Linked DNA regions of Oryzias latipes: region 1 is linked to region 2. The links are chromatin contacts, called in public Hi-C maps. All regions are on one chromosome and are shown on one strand. Each heading gives the region's core, a stretch centred on a gene start, on an enhancer-like site or on the middle of the called end of the contact. The rest is flanking DNA. Distances are from core to core; before and after follow the strand shown. Region 1 holds the start of rttn (rotatin). Region 2 holds the start of timm21 (mitochondrial import inner membrane translocase subunit Tim21).

The links. Hi-C and Micro-C count contacts between places; a contact is called where the count stands out from the background.
Region 1: a contact with region 2 is called in a Hi-C map of embryo, with 2.7 times the contacts expected there. The contact joins the promoter of rttn here to the promoter of timm21 in region 2. A contact is called at or near these places in 3 of 5 Hi-C or Micro-C datasets (embryo and fibroblasts).

What each region holds. Positions count from the first base shown.
Region 1 is chr20:15,876,104-15,880,736 of ASM223467v1, reverse strand. rttn (rotatin) reads right to left here and starts at 2,069. Exons shown (of 49, transcript XM_011488870.3): 1 at 1,919-2,069; 2 at 1,478-1,665; 3 at 1,176-1,365; 4 at 922-999; 5 at 745-835; 6 at 377-491. The coding sequence starts at 1,949.
Region 2 is chr20:15,518,921-15,523,377 of ASM223467v1, reverse strand. It overlaps timm21 (mitochondrial import inner membrane translocase subunit Tim21), which reads left to right and starts at 2,296. Exons shown (of 7, transcript XM_023949957.1): 1 at 2,296-2,310; 2 at 2,420-2,724; 3 at 3,859-3,921; 4 at 4,053-4,150; 5 at 4,260-4,333. The coding sequence starts at 2,442. It overlaps neto1 (neuropilin and tolloid-like protein 1), which reads left to right. Exons shown (of 14, transcript XM_023949953.1): 13 at 1-33; 14 at 136-749.

The sequences.
Region 1 (4,633 bases), core at 820-3,319, 360 kb before region 2:
CGGCTGTCTGTTCAGGTAATGCAAACCTTTACAGAGCAACCCTCTTCACAATCTGGGACATTCATAAATGAATGTTTTCATCAAGGACAGTTTTTGACAACAACTAAATTAGAGTAAACCTTCAATAAATCCATTAGAAGTTGATTTTCCAAGCTGCTAAAAATGGGGTTTACTGCTTTGAGGTGAAGTTATAAAAATAAAAACATTAGGCAGCCAAAGGTCTTTTCTTTCTTTCTTAAAACTGCTTTATGTCAACACAAAATGCAGTTTATAGATTTTTCTTTGGTATTAATCAAAGACAAATTCAAAGTAGGACATTTTTACAATTTCCCATTACAACTACAATCATTTAAATGAAATAGTAATGCAATAATACCTTCACAATTCCAGGTCTTTGAAGGAAAATCTCTGCAGGAAAGTCCTGCATAATAACATCACACAGAAGTTCACATGTGGTTCGCACCAAGTTAGGATTAGTGCTCCCCAGAGAGCTGTGGAAAAAGAATGGAAGCAGTTAAGATCACGTGAAGATTTCGCCTAAAAGCCTCCAAAAACAAATGGTTTTTTTTTTATAGAGTATTGCACAATAAAATCCCTTTTGTCAAAGACTAACTTTGCCATTATGCTTAACTATTCTTTACAAATTAATACTTTTTTCATATTTTTTGAAAGGATAAAGTTGTAGTTTGACAAAAGTTTATTATAAATGAGAGAAAAAAAGAGAAAAACGGTGCGTTTTCACACCTCTCGTTAGACGAAAGTATGTGCCTGTCTGTGTTTGTCAGTGCCAGCCAAGGAAACACCGAGAACTTCAGACATCTCACTGATTCATTTACTGCACAAAAGAAAGAAAGAGAATATAAAGCGCGAGTTCCCGTGTAGAAAAGCTTCACCTTCAATTAAAGTGAAAACAACCGTCACCTGCTATCTTCTTGGGTGGCACTTCTATGTTGCTGGGCTTGCCTTTGTGAAAATAACCTGTTGTGGGTATGTTTTCATCTGCTGAGACAACTGTTCATCAAACAGAGGGAAGAACAGCTATGGAAATCTTACTTATATACTACATATGATATGATGCTGGAGTGTAGAACAATAGGAGGACACCCTGCTTATCTGCAAGAATGTGAAATGACAGATTCTCAACAGAGAAAAATGTTGGGTTTAACTTGCAGCACCTGTTGGAGTTGTACAGTGAGCTCCATGTGAGTAGACAGCTGAATGACTGGGGAGCAGCTCAGGAAGCTGAAACAGCTGGTCCAGGGTTCCATCGATGACAGTTCGCAGTCTGGGCTCCAGATTAGGAGATAGCGAAGTGAGAAAGTCTACCGCCCCAACGTCTCTCAGCATCTGGGCTGCACTGGGATGCTTTGAAGATAAATAAATACTCATAAAATGCAAAGTAAAGGTGTAAAAACAGAGTGTGTACAGATTTATAGATAATTTCAAACAAAAATAAAAGTAATGTACTCGTATTTACCCTTGATAAAGTTAAAAGCAGCCCAAGCACTTCTTCCTTCATTGGCACCTCTGGAAAGTTGAACCACTCCAGAAGATACACAAACAGCATCTTTTCTTGGACGATGTCATTTACAGAAATCAAAGAATGGTCCAGTTTACACAGGATGTTCTTCAGAGCTCTAACTCTTATTTCTACCAGTGAGTGACCTGGGATTAACAAAAAATAAAACACACATCATTGAACTCATTTGAAACTTTTCAGTAAAGTTAGCGAATAATAACCCACAACAAATACAAAATTCGTAAATATTATTAGCTTTGGTGATTTATTCTTACTTATCTTATAAATAAACGACGGGAACCGACAAATATTTGACTTAGCTAATGCTGGCTAGCATGTGAAGTATTTTGCAAGTTTTAACAGTCAGCTTCGTATCACTAAGCTAGGCGGAGAGCTTACCAATTTTTTTAATCAGGGAAGATAACTCCATGGCCACTGCAGTCCTAAATAACAAGCTCGTGCACAAAACCCAAAGATAGAACCTCTGCTTATTTAACTACAAAGTGCTCAGGCGTCATGTCAACAGCGGCAGCCCGGGTTTGTTTTCAACAGTCCCGCCTACGTCATTCCACTTCCTGTGGAAGTCAGACCAGGGTGCGTTCAAGAAACAAAATTGTGTGGGATATCTAAAACACTCAGGACTCAATGAATAACCTACACTAATTATTATTTTTTGTTATTATTTTGTTTTATGTTTTAAATAAATAAACTCTTAAATTAAATATCTTATTTTAATGACAAAAAGCTCAATTATTTATCCAATATCTAATAAAATCAGTTTTAAAACAACACTTTAATAGTTGCTTATTTTTTCTTTGTTTTGTGTTGCTTTGTTTCTTTTACAGCAGTAAAGATAGTACAAAGTCAACATTTACCAATGTATTACATTTTTTTTAAACTATGTTTAAGCATCTTAGTCTATGGAGTTTGTTCCTGAAGTACTCAGAGTGTTTCCTCTTTAAAAAAAACAAAACATGTTTATTCTTCTTTTTTTGTTTGTTTCATTTTGGTTACAGGTTTTGCTCTTGACTTAAAGTACCACAGCAATCTGAAACATGTTTTGTTTTTGAGTGCAGATCACCTCTGATTTCCAAAAAATCTAGAACACAACAGCCATCCACTTTATCTGAGCACTTCTTCAGGAGAGTGGGAAAGACAAAGTGTCATCTTGTCCTTGTGTGTAGCCTACATAGCCTATGTTTTGCTTTCGTTAGAATTTGCTAATTCCTTTCACAAGTTTTCAGAAGGGTTTAAGGATTTCTAATCTATAGCATCAAAAACAACCAATGTTGTTTGCAAAATATACTTTGAGAGATTCTTCAAAACCATGTCTTTCTTTTTCACAGAGCAGTGAACCTCTCTTTCTAATGATGCTCTGCATGTGGGTTGCTTTTTCTATAAGACTCAATCTTATTACTGACATGTTGCGTTAACCTAAAGCGCTCCCCTGAAGTGTTTTTAATATCACCTGACGATTAAAATCTGGGATTGTTCCTCTAAATCATTTATAGTCCAACATTAACATATATACAGACCATTTTAACCCAATAATCATTACAAATCCACTACTAAATGAGATTGTCCTGTGTTGCACCGTTGTTTTAAAAAATTTGAATTTGTACAATTAATTCAAGCAGGACTTGTGTTCTGTCTTTCCTTCACACGGAATGGAAAAAACAAAGGACTTTGGCCATCAATGACTTCATTTGAAAAGAGGGATTTTGCATTGGTTTTTGCATTTAACAAAGCACCTCAAAAGACATAAATGTAAGGAATATGATCTCTCCTACTGATTCTTTCCAATGCATAATTTTACATCAACTAAATGCTAATGTGAATTTTCTTTTCTGGGACATCCTAAAAAGGAAGAAAACATGTAAAAGCAATGGATTTTCAATGCAGCATGAACAGTGAATCAGAGTATGCCATGCAAACTTGAACTGCCATGTCTTTTAGCAGTGGGCATCGCCATCAACCAAATGGGATATTCCTTCCTTTGAAACATAAAAAATAAAAATAAATATTGATCGAGCAAACAAAACGGAATAAATATTACTTATCGTGACCTGCCTCAGGTGTTTTCACACATCTCTGTGTTTTTGGATCAGCGAGCTGAAAGCAGCCACATAATCCTGTCATGTTATAAATCTTTGCAAACAAAATTAAAATCTGAATCAAAGTTCATATGCACAACCTTTTAACTTAAGTACATCCAATTACATCATCATTTGAATGTGTCCATTGAATGGTAATTATTTGAGAGCTCTCACTTTGACGTGAAAAATATAGTAGGGTGATAATTGACAAAGTATGAAAAAGATAATTTGATATCATTATAATGCAATCATGCTGCTTTTAATTCCATTGGGAGTTAGACTCAAATAGGATTTGGGTTCATATTTACTCATCAGTTCTTCAAGAATTTAAATGGATGGACAGATTATGGTCATTTCATCTTTTTTTAATCCCGTCTAAGAGTTAGTAAAATTTTTCAGGATTTCAAAGTATTTCTTTCTTAGAGTCTTTAGAAATGGCTGAATGCAGACCAAGTATACGTGTTATCTATTACAGAAATCTATTTCCATAATAAGATAGATAATCAAAATGATAAATGTTATTTTCCCTATTTTTGCAGATCTGTTTCATCTAATTTGGCAGAATGTCTTCATACATTATTGCACACCATTTGAAAAACACATTTGTTTTATTTAAACAGAATCTAGAAATCCAAAGTAAACACGTGTATTGGAATAGAATTTGTCTGTGCTGCATGAGGCTTGATGATGAACCTGCCCAAGGGTTCACTTATGTGCTCAGGAAAAGAAAACAAGTGCAGTAGCTTCCCACAAGTTTTAGAATAAAAGTGTAGAGGGCTTTTTTGATTTGTCTTGTCATTTTGCAGATGTAGACATTCTGAGTTCTCACATCCAGAAAACATCCCCCAAGGTCAGGATGGGAGTTCTCAGTTGCTATTGAGTTTTTTTCTGAAGAGCATGTCACATCACTGTCTGACAACGCCATCTGCACACAGAAGGCAAACCTTAATTCTTAATAAATGAGGACATCCAGTGAAATGTATGTTCTTCTGTTTTGGGGAATTTGTGCTGCAAAACT
Region 2 (4,457 bases), core at 1,047-3,546:
CTCAGAGACGGAGGCGGAGACGTCACTAATTAAGTAAGTCCAGGTCAATTCAGTCAGAAGCAGCTGGGGCAGCGGTGGACAAAGATGCAGGACAAGGAGAAGGCCTGCACTAACGATGCTGTTCTTTTTCTGCAGATGCACCATTCCTCTGCATCCGGACACATTTCACAGCGACGTATCGGTTTCCCTCCCACACTCCTCTTTAAAGGACTTTTTTCCGTAGTAACTTGTAGATTGCAGAGATGAGGGAAAACAATTAGCAGAAAGTTTGCATTTGCTTTGGATGGAAGATATGGATTTTTCTAGAGTGGAAGAACCTTGAAGTATCATTTGAAATAGACAACTTTCAGAAAATTTAACTTTTTTGGGGGAGAACACAGTACCTTTAATGTAAATTTGTTTGAAGAGACTTAAAAAAATCTTTACAGGTTTGAAAACTGTTTTTAAGTATCTGTCAAAATACAAAAGCTTTTATTTTTTTATGTTGACGTGATGTCTTCACGATAGAAACTTGTGTTGTTTTATATAAACTGGTCATTAGAAAAGTTAAAGGTAATGTTACAGCTTTTAATTATTGGATCAACTAATTTTTAGTTTATTATTTATTTTTTTTGCATTTTACTAACAGTTTATTCTGAATGTTTGTGATGCAGAGGATTTTTTAAAACTCAGTTTGGACATTTATTTGATAACATATTGGGAAAATGCTGGACTGAATCTTTTAAATAAACTAATATTTACCGCTTTTATTGTGTGGCAACGTTTTTCTCTTATTTGAGTTTCAAATGCGACAACATGGGGCCACTCTTCAGCATTTCCACAAACCCGTCCCGAGTCTGGGTAAAGGCAGAGGGTTGAGTCCAAGACGCCATCCGCTGTAAAACTGAAGCCAAACGACGTGGGAGGATTTTGTGGTGATCCCCAACAAGAGTAGCCAGAAAATTAAAACAAAATCTGTGTTTGTTATTTATTTATTCTTGCTTTATTATAGATTATATTACAAATTGACCAGTTTTGTATTTGACCAATCCCCTGAGGAAGAAGGAAGCTGGTGTGACAATGGAAATATTTTGTTCAGTGGCAGTTCTACACTGACTTACAACCCCCCCCACACCCACATTGACCACATCGTTTTGTGTTCCCTATTTTTAATTAACACAAAAATCAACACAAATGTAAGAATTTTATATACTCGTATTACAAGGGTGTCAAACTCAATTGCACAGGGGTCCAGGTTGTGGGCCGAACAGGATAAACATTTAGTGAACACATTAAAGATACGTTTTCAAACATTTTAAACTTATTTTGAACAAAAATTTGAATAAAAACAGACAGGAATATTGTTTCGGAATAAATCAACTTCAAGCAGCCCCAAAAATGTAATTGATAATCACAAAGACACTAAATAACATTGTTATAAAATCTCAATCATGTGGATTTGCTTTCAGGAAAGTGCAACTTTAATTGAAATAGGAAAGAAAATATATGCATTTATCAGATGTTTCTGAAATTTGTGGGAGTGCTGACTCAAACAGCCATTCAGCAAATACATATTCATGTCTGCTGTGCATTTAAGTCCTTAGCCAGTAATGCTGTAGTGAGCAGTAATTTGTTTTCCTTTCATTTTTTATCAACATGAAAGGATCCTTTTAAAATAAATTATACCTGTAATTAAAAAAAAAACTTGTATTAATTAAGGGTCTATTTAAAGTATTTACATAATCCTAAGTACCAAGTCAATAAGTTTGAAACCTTAAGTGAATTATTTTTATGTTGAAAAAACTCTGCTTCTAATTAAGTATGTCTAAATTGTTGCATGTTTTGTTTTTTTGGATTTATAACTTTGTTTTGTCTCAACACGTTTTACCTTTGTTATAAAACATAAAAACTGTTTGATCTCAATTTTTTAATCATTGTTTTAGCAGAAAAAAGACCACATTTTTTCTGCTAAAAAATGTGGTCTTTTTTCAAGAATTCTTGAATCTTGAATCTTTAGCAGAAAAAAGACCACATTTATCACTCAGAATTGACTTTTTTGGACAGTTTCAACTTCATTGTGGAGTTATTGTGCAGTATAATGAAAACAAAATCAGTAAAACGAAGTGTGGGTTTTTAAAAAGAGGATGGAAATCAAGCATTGCCGCAAAAACCGATTTGAAGATAAATCAATAAAGCGAAATACGACGTAAGGTCAAAAAAGCCCCAGACCACAAATAAGGCTGCAGTTTGACATCCGGGACAGAAGGGGGCAGTAGCCATCTTTAGAAAATCCTCGACGTCTGATCGACCCAGCAGGTCAGTGAATCAGAGGTCTGAATGGCGGTTTCCAGCATTGCAATTCCATGTTACCATGAAAGACCGCTGTTATTTGATTCTTATTTTCAGTAGATGAGCTGCTGTTTTCTTTTCTTTTTTTCAGATATTGTCCGTCGGATAAAATAATGTCTTTCACGCACATTTTAAAAGCCGTGCAACAAAGTGTGCGGAGCTCCGGGAAAACATTTCTCCCCGTGCAGCAGGCTGGCGTGCTGTTGTTCACACGCAGAGCAGGAGCGGTCATCCCCGGCCTGTCCGTCCGTGGGTCAGAGGCTCCTGTGTCCGCCCTGAGCTGTCTCTGTCAAACACGAAGACGCTTTTCTGTTCACGTTATCCTCAGAAACAAGGAGGAGAAGCACAGGTCTGTTTCTGCCTACCAGAGTCCTAAAGTGTCCTCTGCTCAGAAAGGTATGCCCATTTCAGATTTGTGCAACTAAACGCATATTTACTGTCTTGTCTCTTTAAATGGGGTTTAAAGCTACTATTTTATTTAGAAAAAACTAAAAATCTTGTTTTAGGACCGCCCATTTTGTTTTCTTACAACCAAAGCTGCTTTCAAAGTTTCTTGGCAAGTAATAACTCCTACTCCCTTTCCTGTGGTGTTCCTCAGGTTTCTGTTCTGGGCCCTCTTTAGTCTATACCTCATTCACTCACTTTATGTACTTCATCTTTTTCATGTGATTTATTGATACCTAAAGATTCTTAATGACCTGAAACTGTGTTGGTAAGGTATAAATATCCGCTTAGAAGTTATGAACCGGATACTTCATGTAAAGAAAATGTTAAGTTTGATAAGTTTGCTTCCTTCCACTCCCTTTCAAGCCATCTTTAATTAAATGACTAAATATTCTATGTTTGATACATCTTAGTTTGTATGGATGTTGATTGTGTAGTTTTCAGCATTGTTTTTGCTTTGGTTGCTTGAAATAAGCAATGCCAAATCCAATTGAACAAGGTTTATTGAAAAAAGAAAAGAAAATCCAAATTAATCTTGAAGATAAATTCTGCATTAATTCATCAAATCAATGGATATATTTCATTTTGCATTTATTCCAGCATTGGAATATATATATTCCAGACCAAGAATTTGCTCCTTTATTCTATTTTTATGTCATTATTTTTAAAGTAATGAAGTAATTACTAACTCTGGTAACGTTAGGTTGGGGGTGTGAGGGGGAGCGGGTAATAGGTTGGTGATGGGAAGTGGAGCAGGCTTGCTCCACGCCAACAGCACAGTGGTCAATTTCTATTGAACTACTGCTGCTCTGCAGAAACTAACTAACTAAAGATCTTTAGGACTTGTCATCATAATACCTCGGGGCATACTAGAGGGCCAGACCTAACGTTATGTTGATGAGTTCCTCCTCCTCTTGTCATCTCTTATAGCCGCAGTCTAATAGAGCTACCCGTCTGCACAGACACACAGTTTCCTTTTATATCAAACCTGGAATATTTTCACTCTGGGTTAAATTTTGCTTATAAATCTAAACTCTTCCACTATGCATTGGCCACTCAAGAGCCTCTGCTCTGTTTGTCTTTCAGTCAAAGATGCTGGGAGAGACTTCACCTACCTGATCGTGGTCCTCATCGGGCTTGGAGTAACAGGTGAATTGAACTGCACGAGTCCAAGGAATGGCTACACAACAATCCCACATTGCTTGTTTATATATTTATTTATTTGGTCCCAGAACACACAACCTAAATAATCAGCTGCAGTTTTCTGCTGTGTTGGTCAGGGGGGCTGTTATATGTGGTGTTCCAAGAGCTGTTTTCCTCTACCAGCCCAAATAAAGTCTACAGCAGAGCCTTTGACAAAGTCAGGTCGCACCCAGAGGTAAAAATCAAGCCAGACGGCGTCTCCTATCAATATTTTTTTACTGTTGAAATGGCTAGAAATCATTGTTTTTCCAAAATAAAAGTAAGAAATACATAATCAATTGCAGGTTATTGGGGCATTTGGAGAACCAATTAAATGTTACGGTGAGACCACCCGCCGAGGGAGAAGGCAGCAAGTCAGGTGTGTTGACACTTTATCTTATCTTATTGAACTTTTTCTTACTTGCAAAATGTTGCTTTAGCATTCATTGATTCATGGTATAGAATACAGTAAATCTGATCAAACTTGGCATAACAAGCAGCTG